Linked DNA regions of Mus musculus: region 2 is linked to region 1. Evidence: chromatin contacts called from public Hi-C data. All regions are on one chromosome and are shown on one strand. Each heading gives the region's core, a stretch centred on a gene start, on an enhancer-like site or on the middle of the called end of the contact. The rest is flanking DNA. Distances are from core to core; before and after follow the strand shown. Region 1 overlaps Efna5 (ephrin A5). Region 2 overlaps Efna5 (ephrin A5).

Region 1 (4,854 bases), core at 689-3,188:
CATCCACAATTGAATCTCACCAGCTTTTTTTCTTTAAGTTAACATCAGTTCAAACTCTCCCTACTGCTTCTGTCAATAGATCTTTTAAAGGCAGGCATTAGAGTTAAGTTTGCCTTTAGTGTTTTCCCCCCACACTGCATAACGTTGAGCCCAAGGGCTTCTTTTAATAGGCATTAGTTAAGGCCTAGAATTGGGTAGACATTTGTGAAGGAGACTTGAAGTTTGGAACAGAATTGGTCTTTATAGCTTTTCCATGGGGGGAAATCTTCTTAGGAGAATAAAGGCTGCCTGCTAATCTGCTACCATCTGGAGAATGAAGAAGCCAGAGGTTGTTGGCACCAGGTCACATCCCTTATGTAAACTGTCAAATTCTTTTCATATTAATGGCATATTGAGTTTAATCTGAGGGGTATCAGACAGAGCTTATTTATTGATACTCTCTCTCTCTCTCTCTCTCTCTCTCTCTCTCTCTCCTCTTGCTGACATAGTTTCTAAGTATTGTTACAATATGAGAGTATTGTAACACAGTGTAGCTTAAAAAAAAAAAAACCAGAACAAGGTTGGCTTCCTGAGAGATGGCGGACTTCCCTTGTGCTAGCACATGGCTTACTGTTGTGATGTTTGCAGAGGTGAATAACCTTCTCCACGGCTTGTCCAGCTGATAGCCACTGTACTTACCCCACATTTGAAATAAAGAGAGGCTGATTCTGGCTTTCCTAGAGAATGCATGTGTGAACATGGATGTGCAGTTTGGAGCCTTTGGACACGTGGAGCAACTGAAGTCATCCCAAGTCTTATGGGGGTCATCTACTGTCTAAGTGGTAACCAGTAAAAGTTCTTTGCATTTGAACATAATTATGAGAACCTCTGGCTTCCTGTAGACACAGGGTCAGGTAAACTACAGGTGTCTTGATAACTCTATTCAGAGAAGAATTATTCCCCAAACGGGTACAGATTGATCGGGTTCATTGTAAAATTGCTCAGTTCCCCCCTCTTATAAATAAAAATCAGCCCACATTGTCATTCTCACAGCTTTTGGTAGGTAAACATTTCCCTCATCAAGCTATTCCTGGGGATGCCTGCCTACAGGACCAGCTAAGGCAAGAGGTGAATAAAATACACTCTTGAATTAAATATTGTCCCACATCGGACATGGGGACAAAAACACACCTGACGGTCAGCAAGCGTTCTTCGAACTAGCACATACAAGGATAACTATAAACTGTTTCATTTGGGTAGTCTTCCACTTGCAGAAGAAACACAAAGAACTGAAAACTAAAAATTTCAGCAAACTGGATCCAATAAAGAGCAAACAACCCGTTTCGATGTATGGCAGTGTCTTTAAAATTCAGAAATAAGGGATCCCCCCCCCACCCCCCCCACCCCCGGTCCTGTATTCCATGGGCGTTTCTTCTTACCCCTTGGTTTCGTATGTAAACTAGAAAATGAAAACCAGACCCAGTGACCCAAAGGGGATGAAGCATGTTTGTTTTGTCTATTATATTTCTCTGCTCACGCCTAGATGCCTTGCATCCCTGTCCCCCGTGTTTGAAGTCGAGAGCTGGGAACAGACATGAGATTGAGGTCCCAGGGGGAAGCCAAGTTCAGCCTGAGCTGGTGAACTCTCGGAGACTAAGGGCATATAACTCCGAGCTAAAGACGCTCAAGTATGACGTTTCTGTCAGGAGTGCAGAGACCCGTGTGCCTCCACAAACAGGTTTTCTTTGTGGTAGTCTGAACCAGCTGAGCGCCGTGGCAATTTTCCTTGAGTAACTAGTTCCAATGGACGACAGCGAGTTTAAACACGAGCCCCAGATTACAAAGTGTTTTCTGCCCAAAGTGTTTTGCTGGAATTTTTTTTGGGGGGGGGGAGACGACGGGGGGGGGTAGTGTGCCAATATTGTGAAACATTAGCAGGGTTTTGTAAGAGGCCAAACATAGGACAAAATAGGTGAGAGGGGAAAGCGGAGACACTGGAAGAGCAGCTCATGAAAAAATGTCTGTGCACCTAGTAGCTCGCAAAGAAATAGGGGGTAAGTGGGGGATGGCGTGGGAACACAAGGCTGATTTTAGGTCACTCGCTGGCAAGGTGTTCTGTCTACTGTTCGAATGGGTTTTAATCCTAGGCTGCTGTGTCATGTGCTTGGGACCTTAAGTAATTACTATTAAGAATGTCACAATAAACCGGAGCCATTAGAAGGATAGTGGAGATTTAGTCCCATAGTCAAGCGCTATAAACATGTGAGTGTAATTTAGGAATCCTTTCTGCGGCTGGGCCCCATAAAATGGCCTCTTTCCTCCCTGGCTTTCCAACGTCTCACCTGCAAAGCAGTAATCAGCGTAGTCATTCTTTCCAGCCGCCTTGTAATTTATCTGACTGCAGAGAACCGTGACGGAGGTAGATTGTGGTTGGGGCGGTGACCCGCACCTTTTGCTCTTTTTGTGTGCTTTGCGAGGGACTCGCCCATCTAACCCTGCCGGATTCTCTGTGCTGTGCAAGCAATTCTGCCTTCTCTGGAGAGAGACCAAGAGGCGGAGTTCAGAGTGGCGGCCAGCAGGGGGCGCCCTTGCCAGATAAGAACAGTTTTTTTTTTTTTTTTCTTCCCCCAATACCAACATAGCACAAACATCACACAGTCGCTATCCTGTCCTTTTAAATTAATTTGGCTCAAGATTGGCCCCCAGAAACATTTTGCTTTGTGTTCCCAGCTCCCGGGCCACACCTGTCTGACAAGTTCTTCCACATCACTGTTTCCAGCTTCCATCACCTTAGCTGCCAAATGGTCACCTTTTACTTAGAAACTGGAGAGTGGTTTTTTTTCTCTCTTTCTATATCACAGGTCAAGCTGAAGGGCACAGTCACCTGCAGGGAATGGGACCAAGTATGTTCACTGAGCATTTTGCTGTTTTACATGAGCTCACCAAGAAAGAATGTCTCTACGAGGGAAGGAAAAACCTGTTTCCTTAGAGTGGCCCACAGCTTGTTTTCTCTTGTCAGGGTGATAGCTCTTTGGTTCCTGCCAGTGGGTATACACTGGGAAAGGTGGGAAAAGATCCTGAAAATTCCAGGGGTGGGCGATTCTTCTAGCTGGGAGGACAGTGTCTGATTCCTAAGGGTGACTCAGTACAGTAATTCTGACAGTCTAAACAGCACGCACACACACAAATACATGAGTGTGAATGTGTGGTAGATGACAGTCTATCAGGGTGGTGACTAGAGGAAGCATTTTGTTTCTTAAAAGCTTGGCTTCCATGAACTTGGTGCTGGACCTTTATTGGATAAAGTCCTCCCACCCAGCCAGACAGCCAGACGTCTGCACAGGAAGAGTTCCCAGTGCACACCAGGGCCTGTTACCACAATCTAATGCTTTATCGGGAGAGCCTTTTCTCGACTGCCCGAGCCACTAGGATCCTGTGCCCTCTGCTCTGCTGGAGGACGAGCTGCCCTGACACTAGAACGACTGCCACTCTGGCTGAGGTGAGGTGGAGGGCAGAACCTGCAGCAGGGGATGCTGTACTCTGCTTCAGGCTCTGAGCCCTCCTCTGCTCCCCATCCTCTGAGGCTGGCTCCAGTTTTCAGCTAGTCCTCAGGCAGCCGTGATTCGCAAATCACTGCTTCCTGTTACACATTCTAAAAGGGAAAGAACACAAGGACCTTGAGAGCAGGTACTTAGCGCCGAGGCAGCAAGGTGAACTCATTGAGTCTCGGGTAGCTTTCAGGAGTCTGTGCGCAGTGAGTTTGTTCAGATGTTTAGTAGTTGGCAGTTATTTGAGGACATGACGTTTTCTTGCTTTTCAGCCCCTTGCAAGTCTTTAACCATTTCAGCTATCTAAAGAGAGAGTCACAACTCCTTTATCTGTTGGTTCTAGTTTGCTCATGTAAATGGCCTGGTTAAGGTAGTCACACATGTGCAAAATAAGGCCTCAGAATTAGTTTACTAAAAAAAAAAAAAAAAAAGAATGGCATTTATTTTCTGTCCCGGCACCCTGCTACTAACAGAGTCATTTAATGCCTGCTTCTCAAGCTCTTCTTCATTTTAGAAGTCATCTTTAGATGATGTCTTTCCCTAAGCCTCATTGTTCATGAGTTATATTGTGAATCCATTTGGACACTGACCAGGAACTTGGTATAATTGCTCACACACAAGTAAAAGCTTTCTCTGTGTATTAATTAGTTGATATAAGGGATTAAGATGGTTACAGGAAAGGCCTTGCTGCTTCCCCGGGAATAGTTAGGCCAGGTGGGTGCCAAGGCTTTGTCCGATCCCATTTGCTCAGCAGGTTCCCTTGATGAAGGCACAGAACATGTACAGCAGCGGGACTCCATGAGGCAGGAAAACACAGGGTCTTTTGGATTCACTGTTTCTGTTGATATGAAATGTGGAGTATTAATCAAGACTAATTACAAGCACTGAGTTTAGAACAAACTGGAGGGCAGCTCAGGGCATGGTTATATCTGTAATCATGGGCTGTAAGGTACCAGGATAATTACTAGAAATTAGAGGTCCTTCAGTTTTGGGTCTTCTCAAAAATACAGGAAGAGTTTCTCTCCCCTACCAGGAGCTGGGCCTCTGCTCTGAACTTGTGTTAAACAGATACAACATCTTTGAAATATGCCTTACACACACTGTGTCAAAATTTAGAAGTTATAGAAAGAATCCAGATAGTTCTAGCCTATCCTTCTCCTCTTTTGAACTTGAAATAAAAGTTGGAATATATTTGGTTGGGGTAGAATTTAATAGTTCAGTGCCCTTTACTCAAAGACTGTTTCGTGGAATATTATATTTTTTTAAAAAGAAAATATCTACAGTCTTTTATATGAATAAGTTTACCATCACGTCTTTTATTTGAAAA
Region 2 (4,430 bases), core at 1,167-3,666, 78 kb before region 1:
TGAGTATTCAGTTGCTTCCACTTTTTAAAAAGGGGGATTTATTCATTTATTTTTATCTATGCATATGGGTGCACGTCCGTTTTTTTGTATGCACACGTATGTGTGAGTCCCTGCAGGGGCCAGAAGAGGGCGTCAGATCTCGCGGAGCTGGAGGTACAGGTGGTTATGAGCCGTCTCAGCTGCATGCTGGGAAATGAAGTCAGGTCCCTGGAATAGCAGCCCTGCCTGTTAACTGCTCTGCCATCTCTCCTGCCCTTCTACAGGCCCTGCCCCAAGCTTATTTTCTTCGTGGGAAAAAAAAAAGTAAAGAAGTTTGACATTTTGACAGGATAAGCATTAAATTCTGTTTAAAGTCAATTTAAAAGGATGAGCCAGAAATGGACCCCAATCAGGCTTGCCCAGTAGTTTCTGTCCATGAGACTGTGTGGTTATCAAGTTGAGTGTATAGCAATCCAGCCATTGCTTAGGATGTTGAAATGGTTGGCTCCACTTATATTTTACTGTTTGCTGTTTACTAATACCGTAAACAATGTTGTAAAGATTATAGCCAGCAAGGTTCACAACTCTAGAGAACTGTAACGGAATAGGTGATTCTACTGTGTTCTCTGTTCCTATATTTTGGAGGGAAGGGTGTTTTGAGTTTGTGGTGTTTTCTTAGCAAAGGCTAAATTGTGTCACCACGTTTTAGATGTTTAGAATTTGGAAGATGGTGACTTGCCTCTCTATGAAATTGTCATAGATAACTTGGGCCAGTTGCATGTGTTTATCATTGAACTGTCTGGATTCTTATTCGCTGTCTCTATAAAAGTTCTATCAAATGAGGTTAAGATATGTGATTAGGTTATAAAAATAACCCAGTTCACTTACTGATTTGGGTAGAATTGTAACCAATGCCATTGACTATAGCAGACAACCCTGACTCTGTTTTTTTAGGTATATAATGGAAATCTGTAATGATCTTATAATTTTATTTGTTTGTATATTTATTTATTTTGTGATAGGGTTTCTCTGTATAGCCCTGGCTGTCCTGGAACTCAGTTTGTAAACCAGGCTGGCCTCGACCTCAGAAATCGGCCTGCCTCTGCCTCCCGAGTGAGTGCTGGGATTAAAGGCATGCGCCACCACGCCCGGCTGATCTCCTAATTTTTAGTAAGACTTCCTAACTTCTTATGGTTTGATGTGTGAGAACTGACCCTGTGCTAGAATTTCAAAAGCTCTAATTTAGCTGAGGAATTAAACATATAGTTGAGTAGTTTTGCTTTTAGTATGTAGGATTTCTTTAGGTTATCTCAATGACATCGACTTTGTAACTGGAGTCAATTTGTCCCCGGAAATAATGACTCTGAGACTTCTTCTGTATGAATAAATACTCAGACCAATAGTCTTGACTGTGTTCCTTGACTAGCTCATATCTCAATAATCCAGTTTATTCTAAATGTGCCTCATGGCTGGTTGCCTTCTTCTCAGTTTCATGTGTTCAGTTCTGTCTCCTCAGAATTTGGGGCAAATCTCCAGCACCTGACTATTTCCCCAGAATTCCTCTCTCTCTAGCAGATGTCCCACCTTCTAGTCTTGCTTCAGCTCATTGGCCAATCAGCCTTTTATTGACAGGTGATGCTTCCATTCAATACAAGAGATTATCTCCATGTGACTCCACTGTAGTATGGTGGCCAACAACTCAACTCCCCTTATATCTGCTGCTCCATTGTAAGCCACCTCCAACTGTGGGAAATGAGTGCGTATGGCTTTCTAGCTACTCTCTCTAGCATCCTGGTCAACCTTCTCCATCTATGGCTAAGAGAGAAGACATTGTCAGGAGTGTTTGGAATGGCATAGCCTTCATTCATGAGTCTGGTAATTACAACCTCACTTTGAGACACACTTGGATGGATAGCTGATAGAAGATCTGGGTAGAAAAATGAGTTCTGGAGGGTAGGGTAAGGATATCCACAGTCCTGCAATGACATTCTGGGCAGAAGAGGCAAACATTGGTAAGCTCCAGGTGGTTGTTAGGATCAGAGCTCTGCTCACAGATAGACAGGAGTCACTTTAAGTGGATTTGCAGTGCAGCCTGATTTGGTGTTTTAAGGCTGCAGTAATCACTGTTGGCGGACAATTGTTTTTTCTTGTTATAAATTGCTAATTAGTATTGAAAGTCTAACCCGTTTTGTAGAAAATCCTCCCTTATTTTCTCTGAGAAAGCAGCTTGGACAGTAATCTATTTACTCATCTCTGCACCTCTCTTCCCTCTTGTGAAAAAAAAAATTCAGAAACCCCTAGGGACTCCCCACTGTTGAGTTCTGCTTGGGAGGAGCCGGGGAAAACAGTGGCTTCACACTGAAGTAAATATTGACTGGGGCTGTGGCTGAGCCTTGTTCAAAGCCTCCTATTGTTCCCCCTTAGTCAGCACTCCAGCCCAGCCTGGAGTGTGTGTGCATGTGTGAGGGAGAGAAGAAAGACTGTGGAGGGAAATGAACAGACCCACAGCTGAACTCGTAAATGCACCACAGAGCGGAAAGAGAAGCTGGCTACAAAGCCAGCAGGGCCTTATGCTGGGTTGCAGAGAATGTAGGAGCCTGAAGTGCAGGAACACTGGCTGTCTTGTCTGTCGAGGAGAAGTTCAGCAGACACGAAGCTGCTTGTTTGGGTGGGTCCAGCTGGTCTCCCGAGCGCAGCCTTCTTGGCGGTGAAGCAGCCTTTTCAGGACAACATTAAATATAGCTTGTGGGGGAACTCGAAAGAGAAATTGATAAGTCTGAGTTCCAGAATAACCGCTCTCCCTTCCTGGTACTTGTACTGACACTCAGTTGGCCTTCCTGCCTTCAGCTGTCACGTTGGATTACACACTCTCCTGGGTCTCCTGAGTGCCACTGCATCCCTAAGGTATCAGATGGGTGAGAGAGAGCCATATGCCATTTGAAACGAAACTTCTGGAGTTGAGTTGTTCTTAGCGTATGAGAAATTTGAACTTGTTCTGCAGACAGCATTTAGACAGAGCACAGATACTCTTGTTTAAAGGGAAGTGCCGTGTGTAAAAGCGAAGTCATTTTTCCCCCCTTTTAATTCAAGAATCCAAACAAACAGCTGGCTGCCTTATATTTTAGTGAAAACCATCTTGACACATTTACCAACAGGAAGAGTAAACAGGAATCTTAAAAAAAAAAAAAAGGAATCCTCATACGTCTTGACTGTAAAGTCATTTTTAATAAATACACTCTGAAAACCAGCGGCTTGATATGAAGTTTTCATCTCCACGGACATTAAACGCACAGTCTTCACATCAGTGCTGAAGGGCACATGCAGGCAAACACCAGGATGATTAGAATATTCATTAATTGCCAAGACAATCACCAAACTGTTCTACTCCGCTAGCATGTTAGGACAGATAATGTCACAATAAAGCAAGGGACACTGTGCCTGCTGGAAGAAGGCACATCTGTCCAGGGGCCACTGGGAAGCACTTCCGGGAAGGGAGATAATTTAGTCTAGATTCTGAATAAATAAGCATGGTTTTAATAGTCAAGATGGAAATAGTAGAAGAATATTCCAGGAACCGTTAGCTACAGGAGCAAAGACCTGCAGGCCTTGTGGCCTTGTGGATGGAGCTGGACGGGGAAGGAAACTTTTTGTACCGGGAAACTCTCCAGGCCTTTGTGGGAGAGGTGTGTTGACCATGTTATAGAACATGAATGTATGGCTGTGTTTTTGCTTTGGAAAAAAAATAATAAAAGGTGCTTTGTTGTTATCTGGTTTTGTTATTCGATTAGTTTTAGGTCCACAGCACAGTTGACGGCAGATACAGAAATACCTCTCTTCGACTCCACACCCTCCTGAATCAGCATTTGTAGTATGAAGGGGGCAGGTTGCAACACTTTATTTCTAAGTATAAGCAGGTACTGGCGAATGTTAAAGATCTCCAAACTAGCCTTGGCTTCTGAGCGATCCGGAGGGAAATGATAAAACCCAGGGCTTTTGCTATTTCCCCGTGACTGGTCCTGTTTAATCTATCGGAATAATTTTTACTTCTGACATGCGTTAAGCAGCTGTTTTCTCCCTAGTTTTGTTTGTTTTCAACAGAAACAACAACATAACCAAATTCAAAAATACCTCCTGGTTGCTCAAAGCCATCACTGAAAATTATGTATAGAACAGACCAAACATCACCAAACTCAGCAAGCTGTAAGTCAGGGTTTGTGTTGCGGGGAGGGCATCTACGGTCTGTACGCCTCTGTTTCCAGACTTCTGGGATAGGAGGAGGAGCTCCTGGAGCTTCAGATTCCACCCTTAGATCCTCCAAGTTACAGGACAGCCTCCATGTTCCCTGTTGGTAACTAGGCGTTGCGATGTGGAAGAGAGTTATTCTTGTTTGTACGGCTGCAAAAGCACTTGGGTTGTCTTAGAGGAACAGGATCGGATGGTACCTATCGATT

Evidence for each region. Hi-C and Micro-C count contacts between places; a contact is called where the count stands out from the background.
Region 2: a contact with region 1 is called in a Hi-C map of uterus, with 2.6 times the contacts expected there. The contact joins two enhancer-like sites. A contact is called at or near these places in 1 of 39 promoter capture datasets (the 3T3-L1 cell line), 28 of 484 Hi-C or Micro-C datasets (the 3T3-L1 cell line, 3T3-L1-derived adipocytes, the AML12 cell line and 21 more), 7 of 115 datasets of contacts at active chromatin or transcription factors (embryonic forebrain, embryonic limb bud, embryonic midbrain and 4 more) and 2 of 9 other capture datasets (embryonic tail and embryonic trunk).

Annotation. Positions count from the first base shown.
Region 1 is chr17:62,781,810-62,786,663 of GRCm38.p6, reverse strand. The region is part of intron 1 of Efna5 (ephrin A5); the gene reads left to right. Gm52303 (a long non-coding RNA gene) reads right to left here. Exons shown (of 2, transcript XR_003952355.1): 1 at 2,322-4,854. It overlaps Gm46583 (a long non-coding RNA gene), which reads left to right. Exons shown (of 2, transcript XR_001782160.2): 2 at 1-4,854. Among named protein-coding and RNA genes, the nearest start is that of Gm52303, 6.0 kb to the right of the region's middle. Within about 2 kb of position 1,938, at least 144 of the 459 cell types and tissues checked have an H3K27ac peak or open chromatin away from gene starts, as enhancers often do. A contact at or near this core is called in cerebral cortex, embryonic limb bud, embryonic tail and 4 more, where this site is marked.
Region 2 is chr17:62,860,892-62,865,321 of GRCm38.p6, reverse strand. The region is part of intron 1 of Efna5 (ephrin A5); the gene reads left to right. Among named protein-coding and RNA genes, the nearest start is that of Efna5, 18 kb to the left of the region's middle. Within about 2 kb of position 2,416, at least 107 of the 459 cell types and tissues checked have an H3K27ac peak or open chromatin away from gene starts, as enhancers often do. A contact at or near this core is called in cerebral cortex, embryonic limb bud, embryonic tail and 4 more, where this site is marked.